Regions from separate parts of the Mus musculus genome. Here regions 1 and 3 are each linked to region 2. Evidence: chromatin contacts called from public Hi-C and Micro-C data. All regions are on one chromosome and are shown on one strand. The core of a region is the stretch at or near the end of the contact, and the rest is flanking DNA. Distances in the headings are between cores, read along the strand shown. Region 1 holds the start of Gabrb3 (gamma-aminobutyric acid (GABA) A receptor, subunit beta 3). Region 2 holds the start of Gabrg3 (gamma-aminobutyric acid (GABA) A receptor, subunit gamma 3). Region 3 overlaps Gabrg3 (gamma-aminobutyric acid (GABA) A receptor, subunit gamma 3).

Region 1 (2,771 bases), core at 69-2,568, 200 kb after region 2:
AGAAACAGACCTGATTTGTGGGGCTCCCTGTTTGACGCATGGTTTAACTATAGAAAAACAGGCAACCCGTGTCTACAGGAGAGTAGGCACTCCTTAGGTGTACAATAGTGACACACGGGTGGGGCAAGCACCAGTGGGTGTACTCTAGTGATGTACAGGTGGAATGTGCACTAGCGAGTGAACAGTGGCGATATAAAATCAGAGTGTGTACCAACTGGTGCTTGTTTTTGACCAATATTCCAGCAGTTTTCTAATGACTACTAAAGAATGGAGTCCTGTCACAAGGAAAACAAAGATATTTACCTTCAAATAAGGGTGGATGTATCTGGTCTGCACCAGAAAAGGCACATTATTTCTCATCTTCATAATGACAAGCTAGGGTCTCTTAAGTGTGGCTTGAATTGCAGTTTTTCGACAAGATTTCTCTTTGCGGTTCATTATGAATGCGTTTATGTGAGCAGGAAGGATTCGGCACTCACTTGGTTTTGCAGGAGAGGCACAGCTTAAGGAGACTGCTTTTCATAGTCATATTTGATAAATAGATAATCTTGCCGCCATGCAAAGGGCTGGAAGATGGGTCAGGCGGGAAAGCCCGCGGGTGGGGGTAGGGGCGGGGTAGGGGGAGGCGGGGATCCCCACGTCGCCGTTGGTTCCTAGCTCAGTGACGGTAGAGTGGAGCAGTTCCCACTCAGGTTAGGCTAGAGGAGCAGCGCCATGTGCTCCGGGCTCCAGGCCCTGCTGCTGCCAATCTGGCTTTCCTGGACCCTGGGGACGCGAGGATCTGAGCCCAGCAGGTGAGGATGAGGCTACCTCAGAGCTCTGCAGCTTGGATCCGGACCAGGCAGAGCGCCAAGGCTCGGTGTGAAGCCCACTGGCTCTCCCGCTGAGCAGGGCGGGGGTTGAAGGTGGAGGGTGGGATAGGGCGAGGGATGTGGAGCACTTCCTATGTCCCTGGTGCCGGTGCGTTGCACTCCGGGCCCCATCCTTCGCCCGGCCGTTGCAAGCTCTGAGGACTTGGCTCCGTGGCCCATCCCCCGCCCTGCAAGGCGCCACGCAGTCGTGGCCCTCGCCCGCAGTGTCCAGCGCGGATCTGCGGCCGCACGCAAGCCCTTCCCCGGGAGTCCGGTGCGGCCGCTGCCGCGGCTTGGGAGGGCGCCGGCGCCCCGGAGCGACCGCGGACCCATAGGGGGCGGGTGCTGTTCTTGTCCGGCTCCGCCCCCGCCTCCGCCCGCCCAGCGCACCCGCGCCAGGGCTCCTCCCTCCCGGCCCGCTCCTCCCCCCTGCTCTCCTCCCCCTCCCCCTCCGCCTCCTCCGCTCCGGGCCAGCGCGGCGGCGGTGGCGGCAGCAGCAGCAGCAGCCCCGGCTGCGGGTCGCGACGGCGGCGGGGCGCCCCCTCCCCCGTGCCGGGGCGCGGCGAAGGGATGTGGGGCTTTGCGGGAGGAAGGCTTTTCGGCATCTTCTCGGCCCCGGTGCTGGTGGCGGTGGTTTGCTGCGCTCAGAGGTAGGGTCGCTGGTGGGTTGACGGGAAGCGGGCCGGGCGCGAGCTGGCGCGCTGTGTGCGCGCCGGGCGCTGGCGGGTGAGCCGCTGCCTGACCCTGTTCTCTGTGCCATGTGCCCCTCCTTCAGCGTAAACGACCCCGGGAACATGTCCTTTGTGAAGGAGACGGTCGACAAGCTGTTGAAAGGCTACGACATTCGCCTGAGACCCGACTTCGGGGGTAAGTGGGATGCGCGCGACCGCTGCGGGAAGCGCGATCCACCGTGTTGGCGGTCTGGGTGGAGAGGGAGGCGGGGGCGGCCTCCGCGGAGCTGCAGCGGGGTGGGGTGGGTGGTCCTTTGCGAACCCCCCAATCCTCAGAGCCACCCGTACCCCCTGCTGGAGCCTGGCTGATCACGGTGTGCTGCGCTTCCCGCAGGTCCCCCAGTCTGCGTGGGGATGAACATCGACATCGCCAGCATCGACATGGTTTCTGAAGTCAACATGGTGAGTGCCTGCGCTTCCCCAAGCTGTCCCAGGCCCTATCCGGCCGCCTGGGCCCATACAAATCTCCCCTGTTGGGCTGGAGGCCCGAACCGGCCTTGGCTTCCTGGCCCGCAGGGGAAGCCGCGCTCTCTGGCGTTGGGCTCCTGCCCGCCCTGTTCCCTGCACGCTCGTGGGCGCCGGGCCTGTCGCGGGGTCCTAGACTGGCCCAGAGTCCGGATCCTCAGCGCTACCCGATGCACCCAGGCATTTCAGGAGAGCTGTCACCTGGTCGCGAGGCTTCCAGAGTGCTTTCTCCCTTCCCTTAGCAACAGGCGCTGAGCGCTGTGAAGAGAGACTGGGTGTGGGGGCGGCTTGCATCCCCAGGTGAAAGGTACTTAGGATTTCCTTTGTTGTCATTTGGAAAGAGCTGCGGATCGCAGGAGAGAAGAGCAAGTGGTTGTAGTATGTGTCTAGAGGCTTCTTTGGTGGGTGTCCCAGCCTCAGCCTCTGTTTAGAGGCCCGGCTTCCTCCGCCGGGCGCTGTCCTAGGTGCTGACGGATCCCTGACCCGCGCTCTGGAGGGAGGCTTTGCCTGGGCTCTGGAAGATTGGCATTCCAGTGTCAGGGTTTATGTATGTGCTGACAAGAGTCAATATTCTGACATGTGGAAAGAGGAGATCAGTAGCCCTACAGGCTGAGACGGTGCTCCCCCTCCCCCCTTAATGCGCCAGAAAATAAGTAGCTAAGTGATGCCTTGACTTTAGGAAACAGGTTTCATTTTTCTGTTAAGTGGAACTATAAAAATTCTA
Region 2 (2,700 bases), core at 193-2,692:
GAATGAAATAAAAGCCTGTGACAGCTATAGGACCTGTGACCCTCAGGGATAGCTCCTTTCTAATTTGCTTTCTAAGCCAGGGAATTGAGAAATGTCAAAACAAGTGTGTTCTGGGAATGGGGTGTCCTCCAATTCCTAGGGTGACAGTTGGGGAGACAACCAGGAATTTCCAAAACTCAGGTTAGTTCTGCAGGAGCTAATCAGAGCACCAATCTAGGAGGTGGAATTAAACCATGTCAGCATCTCTAGTTGTGTTTATGGCAACAGGCTTTAACCCTTCTGGTGCCACTGTCCTTCTTCTGAGCCCTTCTCTGTCTGCGGGGTGAATCTTCTGTTAGCTGACTGGTGCTGGTTTGGGGTATTCACAGTGAGATAATTTCTTACAGCTTCAAGAAGCTTCCATGTGAACCGCAACCTGATTCTTTAATAGAGATGGGGTGCTTGTGTGTGCTGCTGTAGGACCTGGAGAAGAAGCAGGGCTCTTCCTGACCACCTGCCCCAGCCCCCTCCACTTTCCTCCTGCAAATTACCTCTTCTGTAATCTATATAGGGTGGTTGAGAAAACAGAATTCCTGGGTCCGGAGGTTTCTTTTCAGTGCTGGAACATATAGAGTGTTAACCAATGCATGTCAGAAAGCCCTTGGATAACTGATGAGAAAGATAAGGCTACTGCCTCATCATTTTGATTTCCCAAGTCCCTTGAAACCACCACATCCTATAATCACCCAAACAGTCCCCACACAAACCGGCTTGCAGAGGGCTGTGGCGGCCTTGGAGCTGAGGTCTGGACCTGGGGGAGACCTACAGGTGAGGAGGTGAGGTGCGGGAACCTTCCCTCTTCTGCAGCCCAGTGGACGGCGCGCACCTGGGACTGGCGGCCGGCAGACGGCGCCCCCCGCCGCCCTTCCGCCCCCGCCGGCCTCTTGGAAACGCCTGGGAGCCACTTACCGAGCATGCAAGCCCGAGAACAGGCAGAGGAGAAGCAGCAGCTTTGCAGCCATGGCTCTCCGGGAGCGGGTCCGAGGCCTCTGCAGGGCTTGGTCTCTACTTGCTCCGGCGCCTACTAGACTCCCACGGGCTGCAGCGCCCAGGGTTCTGCGGACTGGGAGGGACAGGTGTCTGCTCCGAGCGCCGCGTCCCCGACGGTCCGGCTCTGCGGGGCGCACACGAGCTGGGGTGCGTCCGCTCTCGGGAGCGATCAGCACGGGGAAGGGGGGGCAGCAGGTGGCCGGGCACCCTCCTCCCGCAGCCCGAGCCCCCCACCTCCCGGGCCGGCTCGGGGCTCTGCGCTGGGGCAGCTGCGCTCCGAAGCGTGGCGGGAGGTCGCGGTTGCCTCGGTGGTGCCCGCCGGCCGCGGCGGGGAGGAGTTTCCCCAATTAACACGCTTGGCAATGCCAGGCGAAGGCAGCGAGGTTTGAATGGACTCGGAGTTGGGAGGTCGGGAAGGGGGCGGGGCTGGTGGGTGGGAAGGAGAGCTTGGGGATCCCGCAAGGAGGCGCAGAAGGGGCCTGGGGACTGGCCCGTGTCATCGATGGAGTCATGGGCACTGGTAGTTTTACTGCAGCGCACCCACCCTGCTTGTCCCCTGTGCCGTGTGCCTTCTCTTAGGGACGCCATTGCAAGTAAGTGAGATGGTTTGCCAAAAGGCGATCTTCTCTAGGGTGGTGCTTGCTTACCTGAACTCCCCCTGGTGCTCATAACTGTGGCTTGCTGGGGAAGTCCCAACAATGTCCCCTTTTCGCAGAAAAGAGAGACTAAAACACTATCAGTAATTAGTAGAAGTGAAATGTTTAAGGCCAGAGAGAAGGCACCGGAGCCAGAAAGCAAAGGACCCTGTTGGATGGGACTGACGTTATTTTCATGTTCCAAACTGAAATTGCTTGTTTTTATTTGTAGGATCGTTTAGAAAGCTAATCTTTTGGCATGCAAACATTAACTTCAACACAAATAGGAATTTTACTTCCATAATTAAAAAAAAAAAAACCTTAGAAATATATTTTCAACTACTAATCATAGACACGACAGTTTCGTTAATACTGGATGCTATAAAGTACTTCCCTTGCAGCCAATTTGCCACCATCATTATAAGTAGCTATGCCTGCTTGCAGGAATGCATCAAGTTTGGGCCTGTGGATTGCTGGCTTTCTTTCACAGAAGGAGGGGTTGGGAAGGTCATTGGATCCTCACCTGATGTCTAAACACTTCTCCCAGTCATTTCTTTGCAATTTTGCCCCCCATTGCCAATAGTCTGTGTCTAGGGGAAGGAGGTACTAGAACACATAGGCTTGGAAAAACTAGAGCAAGGAGATGAAGAGACCATTAATCATGTTAAGTGAAGTTGTTTTGTGAGCACCCAAGATCCTGTCAGCAACCTCTTACCTCTGTAGGGTATGGCCAATAAACTCCAGGTCCACAGGCTAAACTGTGTGGGGGTGAACACTGTTTTGTTGTTAGGGCCCAGGAGGAGGGTGTTGACAATGCTCCTATCTCCCCAAGAGAAGGGATTTTAGAAACACTGACAGTAAGCTTTTTCATAAAATACAGAGAGAAGCAGGTTGAAGCTCTTGGGAATTCCCTCCCTTGTCTCTAGATTCTCAGGTTAAGAATCGTAAGCCTGCTGGAGGCTGGAGGCTTTTCTTGATAATAGCATTGCTTTTAACTAAGGATTGTGCTATCTTGGTTAATCCCAGGCCACTGCCT
Region 3 (2,700 bases), core at 3-2,502, 140 kb before region 2:
TTCCAACTTTATTTATTTTTAAAATTTTTTTTTATTTTTTTTTATTCATATGAGTACACTGCAGCTGTCTTCAGACACACACTAGAAGAGTGCATCGGATTCCGTTACAAATGGTTGTGAGCCACCATGTGGTTGCTGGGAATTGAACTCAGGACCTCTGGAAGAGCAATCAGTGCTCTTTTCTACTGAGCCATCTCTGCAAACTGCCCTTCCAACTTTATGTCTTCTTTTGAAAAACTGAATAATCCAAAATCCAGTTTGTGCAGCCCTAGAACACATGGGCACAGGGTCATCCACTGGGACATGAAAAACTACTTCTTCCTCACCAGACTATCAACTGCCAATAGCTCTTCCAATAGGAACGGGGCTCTCAAGTGCTCCTCCCTGGTCTGTACTGGCTTGATCTTGTGCAGAGAAGCACAGGGACTATGAACAGAAGTGTGACTCCCACCACTAAGAGCTCAAAATCATTTATACTCAGCAGTTTGATGAGTTTTAAGCCTCTAGAGTAGCCACTACCCACTGCAAATAAAGAAGCTTTGGTGATCAAGGTCGGGAGCAGAAGAGCTCTTAATTTTCTACATAAAATATAATTATAAAGAGTAATCTATGTCTCAGGTTCTTTCCAGAAAATAAGTGAAGTCTGTGCACAGGCCTCTTGATGATTACAAGGTAAACACTGGTGCTATAGTCATGTTTTGTCTAGAGACCCCCATCTTAAAACCATTTCTGCTACACCCCTACAGGCCTGTCATCAGCATCCACAATGCTCAGTTCTTACACCAGACAATCCCAAATCTGTCCCCAAAAGAACAGATGAGCTCAGAGCTCCTAAACAGAAAGTGAGTACCAGGTCTACTGGATGCATGCATGACACTTTCACCTCTGTCCTGACAAGGTACTGCTGAGGGATAAAGCCCTCTGATCATCCTTAGCAGAGCTAAGGCTGGGGCCTCTAAGGCAATTGGGTTGTACAAACATTTGTAGAATTAAATGATCATCATGAGGGAAAAGCTCATGGAAGTGGGAACCTGGTTTTATATATTTGTGTGGAACTACCTCCCGTGTCTGTGTGAAAGAACATCTTGTTATGACTTAGGGGAAGCAAATGGTCTGTATTTTGCTGGGAACTATACGTGATGAGCTAAAGCATTTGTGAATGCAAGAACCCATAAGCTGCCAGGACGGCCATATGGTAGCTGCTCATCACGTGTGCTGATGCAGGCCAAGCTGAAGTGCTGAAAGGAATGGGTTGCTGTGCCAGTGGAAAAGGGAGGTGGCCCTTCTGGGAGAGTCCAAAGACAGGCTGGGCTCAGGCTATGAAACAGAGCCACACCTGAAAGAAAGAGTGGGTATAAAGGAAGATGGCAGAGGAGACAGCCAGGAAGCCAAGGACAGGCAGACTATGTGTGGGGTCTAGGGATGCTCCTGTCCTTTGCAAAGCTGGAGGCTCCACGGGAAACCTCCACAGCATCTGCAGAAAAATTTCTCACTTACCAAAATGGAAGCTGAGGGGGTTATCCTTGTCTCCTGATTAGTGTTGCTCGCTGAGAATTCAGAGTAAAACTGTGGTGAAGAGAACTGTGGGACATTCTTACACACTGTGAACTATGTGATTCTGGAAGCAAGAACAACCACTATAGCACTCACCACATCCCTCCATAGCGACCAAGGACACACATCTAAATTTCAAAGCTTCAATTTTAAACATGTGATACAAAAACCAAAACAAAATTAAAAAAAATTTTTTAAAAACTCATAACAACTATAACAACAACAATAAAAATGCATTAACAGCCTCTGAGGTTGAGAACATCTATGCTCTGGCTGGACTTGACGTCCAGAGACCTGCTCCATGCTTATAGAGATGGGCAAGTATGCACACACTCATGCCTGACACTTCTTCGCAGCTTGCACATTCCTTATATGAAGAGTTTGGGAGCAACGACATTTTAGATTCTTGCAGACTCAGCAACCTTTGTATATCAACAATGAGAGCTCACTTACAGACTTGAAGGTGATTTGATACACCATTGTTAATATATCTCTTTGGCTGTGATTGGTGGCATATGTTACATGTGTAATTTCCTGCACAGAATATTGAAACAGTACTTAAAACATTTCTGGTTTAGGAACATTTCAATATTTTAATTTTTAATTAGTTTCAGATTGAGTATTTGTTCAACTGATATGTCTTAGTCAGCATATAGACAGGCATGGTGCTGGAGGAATAGCTGAGAGTTCTATATCTGGATTGGAAGTCAGCAGGAAGAGAGAGACACAGGGCCAGGCCAGTAGCACCACTCCCTAAAAACCAAACATTCAAACGTATGAGCCCATAGAGGCCATTCCTATTCAAACCACCACACCATACTACAGGAGACCTATAAGATTCATGTCTATCCTCAAAAAAATCAATCACCCTATTAATCCCTTTATTAACAGAGGTACTTGGAATGTGCCATACAGAGCTGAGCCCATCACTACAAACAGGATAATACAAGACCAGCCAACTCCTAGGCATTGCAAAAGTTAACAATAAAATGTCATTTTAAAAAAGTTGACAGTGGGAGACACAAATGTGGTGGACAAGCTGTACTGTTGGCTTGCAAATTTCTGCTTATTAGAGTATAAAGACTGTACTGAGTAATACATGGAGGCCAAAGCTTTCATACACATTTGTAAAAAAGAAGAAAAATA

What was found. A called contact is a pair of places that touch in the nucleus more often than the background predicts.
Region 1: a Micro-C map of embryonic stem cells shows a contact between it and region 2, with 2.3 times the contacts expected there. The contact joins the promoter of Gabrb3 here to the promoter of Gabrg3 in region 2. A contact is called at or near these places in 1 of 484 Hi-C or Micro-C datasets (embryonic stem cells), 1 of 115 datasets of contacts at active chromatin or transcription factors (embryonic stem cells) and 1 of 9 other capture datasets (adipose tissue).
Region 3: a Hi-C map of cerebral cortex shows a contact between it and region 2, with 3 times the contacts expected there. The contact joins the enhancer-like site here to the promoter of Gabrg3 in region 2. A contact is called at or near these places in 2 of 39 promoter capture datasets (hippocampal neurons and stem cell-derived epiblast-like cells) and 2 of 484 Hi-C or Micro-C datasets (cerebral cortex and nephron progenitors).

Annotation. Positions count from the first base shown.
Region 1 is chr7:57,589,855-57,592,625 of GRCm38.p6, forward strand. It overlaps Gabrb3 (gamma-aminobutyric acid (GABA) A receptor, subunit beta 3), which reads left to right and starts at 1,319. Exons shown (of 9, transcript NM_008071.3): 1 at 1,319-1,501; 2 at 1,627-1,718; 3 at 1,917-1,984. The coding sequence starts at 1,422. It also overlaps a transcript of Gabra5 not described here.
Region 2 is chr7:57,385,773-57,388,472 of GRCm38.p6, forward strand. Gabrg3 (gamma-aminobutyric acid (GABA) A receptor, subunit gamma 3) reads right to left here and starts at 1,443. Exons shown (of 10, transcript NM_008074.3): 1 at 949-1,443. The coding sequence starts at 1,001. It overlaps Gm9962 (predicted gene 9962), which reads left to right and starts at 1,500. Exons shown (of 3, transcript NR_033504.1): 1 at 1,500-1,622.
Region 3 is chr7:57,242,984-57,245,683 of GRCm38.p6, forward strand. The region is part of intron 3 of Gabrg3 (gamma-aminobutyric acid (GABA) A receptor, subunit gamma 3); the gene reads right to left. Among named protein-coding and RNA genes, the nearest start is that of Gm39017, 58 kb to the right of the region's middle. Within about 2 kb of position 1,253, at least 6 of the 459 cell types and tissues checked have an H3K27ac peak or open chromatin away from gene starts, as enhancers often do. A contact at or near this core is called in cerebral cortex and hippocampal neurons, where this site is marked.